Linked DNA regions of Gossypium hirsutum: region 1 is linked to region 2. A link is a contact called in public Hi-C data. All regions are on one chromosome and are shown on one strand. The core of a region is the stretch at or near the end of the contact, and the rest is flanking DNA. Distances in the headings are between cores, read along the strand shown.

Region 1 (3,785 bases), core at 662-3,161, 370 kb after region 2:
ATTGTTGGGATCAAACTCCAGCTGAATATGGAGATGGATAAAGAGGAGATGTATTGGGAGCAACGGGCTCGAGCTAATTGGTTGAAAATGGGTGATAAGAATACTGCATTCTTCCATAAATATGCGTCTCAGAGAAGCCGTGTTAATCGGATTTGTGGTCTTCAAAGACTTGACGGCTCGATTGCTATGGATGGTAGGGAGGTGGAGTCCATTGTTAGAGGGTACTTTTCTGACCTTTTTATGTCGAGAGGAATTGGGAATTTGAACCATATACTTTCCGGGGTTCATTCGTGTATTTTGGAAAGAATGAATCGAATGTTGCTGGACATTTACTCAGAGGGCAAAATTATTGAGTCGCTGAAAGGAATGGGGCCTACAAAAGCTTCAGGTGCTGACGGTTTCCCTGTTATTTTCTATCAGAAGTACTGGCACATCATTGGTAAGGATACTAGTGATTTTTGTTTAGGAATTTTGAATAATGGGAGTTCTTTGGAAGAGATTAATAAGACTCAACTGGTGCTGATTCCTAAAACTACTAATCCTACCAATTTGAAAAATTACCGTCCCATTAGCCTGTGTACTGTTATTTATAAGATTATTGCCAAGACAGTGGCTAATCGTTTCCAAAAGGTTTTGGAAGAGTGCATTGATGGTGTACTGTTATTTATAAGATTATTGCCAAGACAGTGGCTAATCGTTTCCAAAAGGTTTTGGAAGAGTGCATTGATGGCGCCTAAAGTGCGTTCGTTCTCGGTAGGCTTATTTCTGATAATGTTTTACTCGCATATGAAGTTCTTCATTCTCTTAGAAATAAAAGATATGGAAGAAAAGGTTTCATGGCTCTAAAATTAGACATGAGCAAGGCCTATGATAGAGTTGAGTGGCCTTTTATAAGAGAGATGATGAGTAAATTAGGCTTTGATGAAAGGTTCATCAATATTATCCTTCAATGTATCAGTTCTGTCTAGTACACGATTTTAATTAATGGGGAGGAAGGATCAAGTTTCAGGTCTTCTAGGGGCCTGGGCCAAGGGGATCCTTTAAGTCCCTATTTGTTTCTATTTTGTGGAGAAGGGCTTTTTACATTAATGAGACTGGCTAGTCAGGAAAAAAATTTCTGTTGCCAAGGTTTGCAGATCAGCTCCACCGATCACGCACCTCATGTTTGCAGATGACTGCATTTTGTTTGGAGAGGTCTCAATTAGGGGGATCTGTGTGATGAAGGATATTCTCGAAGAATACAAAGCTTGTTCGGGGCAGTGTGTTAACTTTGAAAAATCAACAGTGTTCTTTAGCTCTAATGTGGCAGATCAGGATAAGGATATGGTGTTTCAGATTCTTAATGTTAGAAGCTCGAAAAATCCAGTGAAGTACATTGGTCCTCCTAACATGGTGGGTCGAAAGAAGAAAATCGCCTTTCAAAATTTGAAAAATCGCTTGAAGCAACAGATTAATAGTTTTAGTTTAAGGCACATTTCTCAGAGAGATCCAGAGAGTTTTATAAAGGCTGTTTTGCAATCACTTCCCACCTATACAATGGCTTGCTTCCTTTTGCCAAAATCGTTATGTTTGGAATTGGAAAATATTATGGGGGCTTTTTGTAGAGGAAAAATCAAGGAAAGCGTGGGATGCATTGGTACGATTGTAAGTCCATGTGCGCGCTTAAGGAAAATAGGGGCATGGGTTTCCGCAATCTAAATCATTTTAATATCGCTTTATTGGCAAAACAGGGTTGGCGTTTGTTACGTAATCTTAATTCGTTACTAGTGCGTACTTTTAAAGCTAAATATTATAATGAGTCGAACTTTTTAAACTCCAGTTTGGGAAATCTACCTTCCTTTACCTAGCGAAGTATCTGGGCTACTAATGGGCTTTTGTTGAAAGGACTGGGTTGGAGGATTAGAAATGGAAACAAGTCTCTATTTGGGAAGATGCATGGATTCCTGGCAATGATGATTTTAAAGTACAAAACACAGAGGTTAATTTAAGCGTTCAACAAGTTGTTGATCTGATTGATGCTAATGCTAGAAAATAGAACTCAGAGTTGATTTTTAATACATTTTCGGAGCAGGACGCAGAAAGGATTCTTTGTATTCCCTTGTCTTTGCAGGAGCTCGATGATGTTGTCATTTGGCGTGGAGAGCCGACTGGTGAATATTCGTTACGAAGTGGGCATAAACTCCTTTTACATGATAATCTTAATAATTTACAGGCTAGTTACAAACAATTTTACAAAAAATTGTGGACTCTTGACCTACCCTTTAAAATAAAGATTACAGTTGGCGAATTTCTCGTAACTATCTACCTACTTTTAGTAATCTTCAATATCAACGAATGAGGGGCTCCGCGACTTGCAGTCGGTGCCAGGATGGAGTGGAAATAAGGGAACATGTGTTCCACAAGTGCTCTGTTGCAAAGGAAACATGGGAATACTTGAATATAAAGTGGATCCTTTCTGAAGAAAGCACTGATTTCAGAGAATGGTTTAAATGTATTTTTGAGTCTAGATCTAAAGCTATTTGCAGAATATTTGCATGCACTTTATGGGCACGTTGGACTTCCAGAAACAGATTTATCCATGATGGTGAGATTAAGACGGGTGCTCAAATTGCAATTTTTGTTGAAAATCATATTAAGGAACTTGATGGGTTGAAACAGAATGTACCTGTTGAACGTTTCTATGTGGCTAGTTGGGTTGCTTCGGAAGGAACAGGGATCAAGATTAACTTCAATGCTGCTTTTAACAATCGCAGGAAGGAATCGTGTTCAGGGTTAGTTATCCGTAATGCTAAAATAGAGGTTATTTGCTAAAAAATAGTTATGAACTCAAACATACCGTCTGTCTTCGCTGCTGAAGTGGTGGCGTGCTTTCAAGCGCTACAACTGGGTTTACAACCGGATATGAGGGAGGTGGAGATCGAGGGTGATTCTTGAACGGTGATTCGAAAGCTTCAAGAAGAAAATGAGGATAGATCTGAGATTGCTGCACTCATAAACGGTTCTAAAAGTATTAGCTTAGGATTTCAGACCTGCGTCTTCCTCTTTACAAACAGAGAAGCAAATACGGTTGCTCATATCACTTTAACTGAAGGATTGGTAAGAAGAGAGTCAACTTATCTAGAGAACATGGTTGCTTTTGGAGCGGTGGGAGTGGTGGCTGAAGATCGACAGAGGACTGAGAGTATGAGAGAGCTGAGGGGACGGAGAGTAGGGGAAGAGGAAAACATTTTTTGAATCTGTTGTGTGGAAGAGTTTTCAAGAACGTGGAGTTTCAAGAAGCCTTTGAGGGTTGAAATGGTCAGATATTAATTTGATTGCTGATAATTATTGTTTTGACGATTGTTGTTTTCAAGGGGGTTTATGGGGTGGTTTCTAGCTGGAGCAAGAATGCTCTAGAGTATCCCTCTTTGTCGTTTTGCTGGTTTGTGGAATTGGGCTACTTTTGTTTTTCTTTGTGTTTGGGCTTGTCTTTGGGTTATTTTGTTTTATTAATTTTTGTTATTTTGACTTTGGGGGTATTTTGTTTTGTTCTGTGTTGGGTTGTTTTTGGTTTTTTGTTTTTCCGTTTCTTGTGTTGGACTTAGTCTATTGTTGGCTTGAATTTGTTTTGGCCCTGTTTCAATATAATCAGTGAATTAATTCAAAAAAAAAAAGTATGTGATAAATGGATGACATGGCTGTTCTAAAATTGTTATAATAATATATTAAACCTTCAACAATTATGTAACACCCCTATCCCGTATCCGTCGCCAGAATAGGTGAAGGGGTATTACCAGACTTGAAAC
Region 2 (3,695 bases), core at 235-2,734:
CATGCTGTCAGTTATGCAAAGCGGTACCCCCGACAAAATATGGTCCAAATTTTCTATTTTACGAGACTCAAAAAGATCAGCAAAATAATCTCGAGTAATATTCTCAGTTTTATTACAATTTGTGGCAAGAGAACCGTCATTCCTTTGCAAACCACGAATTCGATTCGTACGCTTTCTTTGAGAAGCAAACTTATGAAAAAAGAAGTGTTATTATCCCCCAATTTCAACCAATTTGCTCTTGCTTGTTGTTCCAAAAATCGTTCTTTCTTTTCCATCTCCTTATTTAAGTGTAATTTGACATCAACAAGCTCGACCATCGATTCCTCCGAGCGCTCGGCACAATTCAAACCCTCAATCTCCTTGTTAAACTTTTGACCTCATGACATTTATTAGCCATAATGATGTCCCCCCATCTTTTCAGTCCCTTAGTAAGCATTGCAATACGATTTGGATAAGAACCCAAGATACCCTCCCATAACTCTCGAATCTCTTCCGCACATGACTCATCCAAAACCCACCATGCTTCAAAAATAGAATTGTCTAGTTCTGTTACCCAGACCGCTTACTTTCGTCTCATTAAGTAAAGGACAGTGATCCGAAAAAGAGTAAAGAAAGTGTCTCAAAGAATACGATGGAAAAAGTTGAATCCATGCATCCGTAGCAACACCCCTATAAATTCTTTCTCTTATATTATTTTCCAATACATGACCCCTCTCCCAAGTGAACCAAGGTCCAGAGAAGCCAATGTCAACTAACTGACAATTTTTCAAAGTTATGCGAAAAGCCTCCATTCTGGTCTTATCCCTTAAATTCCCACCTTGCTTCTCATTAGCAAAAAGAATATCGTTGAAATATCCTCCAACCAACCATGTTAATGAAATAGTCTGCCCCAATCGCCTAAGCAAATCCCACGTGACAGCTTTATCTCTTACATCCGGAGCTCCATGAATCGCCACCTTGGTGTCCCCTCCTCTTCTTGAATTTCACGTCAATATGATTATTGGAGAAATTCTTCAAAGTTACCAAATGACCACCATTCCACCTAAGGTTTAATCCCCCTCAAGTCTCCTCCGTAGAAACATCAATACCGTTAATAAAACCACAACGCCTCCTAACATTCTCCATACGGGAAGCATTCAATTTTGTCTCCATAAAGAAGACCATGTGGGGATGATAAGTTTTCAGCATATGCTGAAGATGACGTATTGTTCACGAACTCCTCAATCCGTGAACATTCCAGCATAAAATTTTCATGGCTTCCAGTTGGCATACCCACCGGTAGCCACCGATACAGTTTTTTGGTGAGTTGAATACCCCCCACTTATCTCCATCGAATAGCATTGGAACCCTTGGAAATTAAAAAGTCAGACCTTTGTCTTTTCTTTCCCTCATTATTGGAAATTGGGTTCTCCTCCAACTGACAATCCATTCTCGTGAAGTCCAATCCATTAGCACAATCCACAACAGCCCGAGCCTTAATTGATTCCAGCCCATTCAAACAAAATTTCATCTGTTGACGTTGACAATTAGCCAACTCTTTCCCCAAACACTGGTGTGAATCCTGCCTCTGATTTGAATCGTTTGAAGATTTAGAGCCTTCCAAATTAATTCCTAGGATAGAATTAAAATCAACCCATGATCATTTCCCATGATTTTGCCTAGAAATTTGTCCAGATTTCACATCAACACGATTCTTTCCAAAAAAAGAATTGTCTCCCTCCTCCCTGAGCCAGATGCTACTAACGGTGGTGGCCTTCCTCGGCTGCGCCCTCAAAGTCAAATCCCACCCCATTTCTACTTCCTGTATCCCACATTATAGCCTTGTAGGACAGAAACTATCTCCATGACCAAGACAGCCACATAAGAAGCAAAATAAAGTTAATTTTTCATATTTGAATTTTGCATAAGTAAAATTTGATTCGGACAACTTGATTTTTTTCCGTGTCTTTAGAGGCTGCCTAACATCAATTTGAACGCGAATTCGTAGAAAATTTTTGTAGCCGGTCGATAAATTCTTCATATCATATTCTAGAAACTTACCAATGAAATTTCCAAATTGTACCACCATTAATTCTTTAATAAAACTTGGAGGCAAATCATGGATCTGCACCCACCAGTCTGAAAACACCAAAGGAATTGACTTTGGATTTTCATTCTCCTGAATCCTATGGAAAGTCAATAGGTGGTTATTAAAAGTCCAAGGTGCCCCTGTTATAACATGAATATCCACTTCGTTAAAAAACTTGAACAGAAATCACTTTTCACCCAAATCTGAAATTTGAACACCTTCCAAGGGTGCCAGATATTTATCATTGTATTTCTTATGGCTGGGAAGTGGACCACACTAGCAGTTAGAAAACAACCCACCAAACAGAAATTAAACGTTAGGTCTTGTGCTTCATCCCCATTCTGAACAGGAAAAACATCCTCTTCACTTTCTTCCAAACTCAGATCTGCCAGCCTTCTTTCCATAAGTTACACCTCACAGGAAATAATCCCACAGGAATAGCAGAAAAACCAATACCAAAGCAAAAACAAAAAAATAAAACTGGAGAATACCCAAATCGTGCCAAAAGGCAGACAAAGACGCGCCAAAAAGCAGACGAGTCAAATGATATTTAAAACTAAGAAAAACTCATTAAATTATTATTAAATTACAAAATCGATAATAATTATTTTTCCTTACTAAGGCAGAATTGTATCTATCTTCAAACCCATTGATTTGTTTTTTCAAGAACTTTAAATCTCTTATCAAACTTACCATTAATCTCATTTTCCTTTCACTTTTTTAAACACGAAAAATATTTTTCAAAACCCCCACTAATTATATTATTTTTTATATTAATAATAAATTTACGTTAATTTTAATCTCTCCCAACCCTTCGATTTTTTTTCATATAATTAAATCAAACAAAGATTAATTTTCTTTGAAGTGGTTGATTATTTTTAGCCAACTATAATGTGAAAAAAAAATTGAGTTTTTTTTTAATTCGTTATTAAATCTGGAATTATTAATTAAAAAGATGAATTAAAAATACAAAATTTGAGAACAATATATTTATTAATTAAAAATAAAAAACCTTGAAATAACATGAAATAAAAATTACAAATGTGTTTAAAAAAGGAGAATTAAACCTAAGTCTAAAGGATGAATATTTAATCATTGAACCAAATGAGCTGATATGCTAAAAACATTAATTAAAAATATAAAAAGCTTAAAACAGTGATATATATATGTGTGTGTGTGTGAGTGGGAGAGGAATCAAACCTAAGATTTAAGAATAAAACTACTAACATTTAACTATTTAACTAAAGAAATTAATCATATTAAAAAAATCAAAAAATGTAACTTAAAGGAAAAGCTCGTCCAGTTGGGTGTGATTTTCCACTCTTTTTCCAAAAATGACTTATTCTGTTAAATTTTCAAAAAATTAACCTATTTAACCAATAAATATATAATAAATATATATTACATATATCATTATGTTAAAAATATTTGAAATTAATAATTCATTTATATATATAATACAAACATCAACTAATTTTTTTGATATATATATTTTTTATATATAGTATTCATATGTCAAATATTTTTTTTGATATACACATAAAAAATTATATAATACTAAAAATTACTACACTCATTATATGGATTGAAAAATAAATATTACACATTAAAAATTATATTTACTAAA

What was found. A called contact is a pair of places that touch in the nucleus more often than the background predicts.
Region 1: a contact with region 2 is called in a Hi-C map of leaf, with 1.8 times the contacts expected there. The contact joins two enhancer-like sites. A contact is called at or near these places in 2 of 34 Hi-C or Micro-C datasets (both in leaf).

What each region holds. Positions count from the first base shown.
Region 1 is chrA12:13,265,685-13,269,469 of Gossypium_hirsutum_v2.1, forward strand. No RefSeq gene overlaps it. Among protein-coding and RNA genes, the nearest start is that of LOC107939796, 19 kb to the left of the region's middle. Within about 2 kb of position 1,912, at least 7 of the 9 cell types and tissues checked have an H3K27ac peak or open chromatin away from gene starts, as enhancers often do. A contact at or near this core is called in leaf, where this site is marked.
Region 2 is chrA12:12,895,212-12,898,906 of Gossypium_hirsutum_v2.1, forward strand. No RefSeq gene overlaps it. Among protein-coding and RNA genes, the nearest start is that of LOC121211295, 4.9 kb to the left of the region's middle. Within about 2 kb of position 1,485, at least 9 of the 9 cell types and tissues checked have an H3K27ac peak or open chromatin away from gene starts, as enhancers often do. A contact at or near this core is called in leaf, where this site is marked.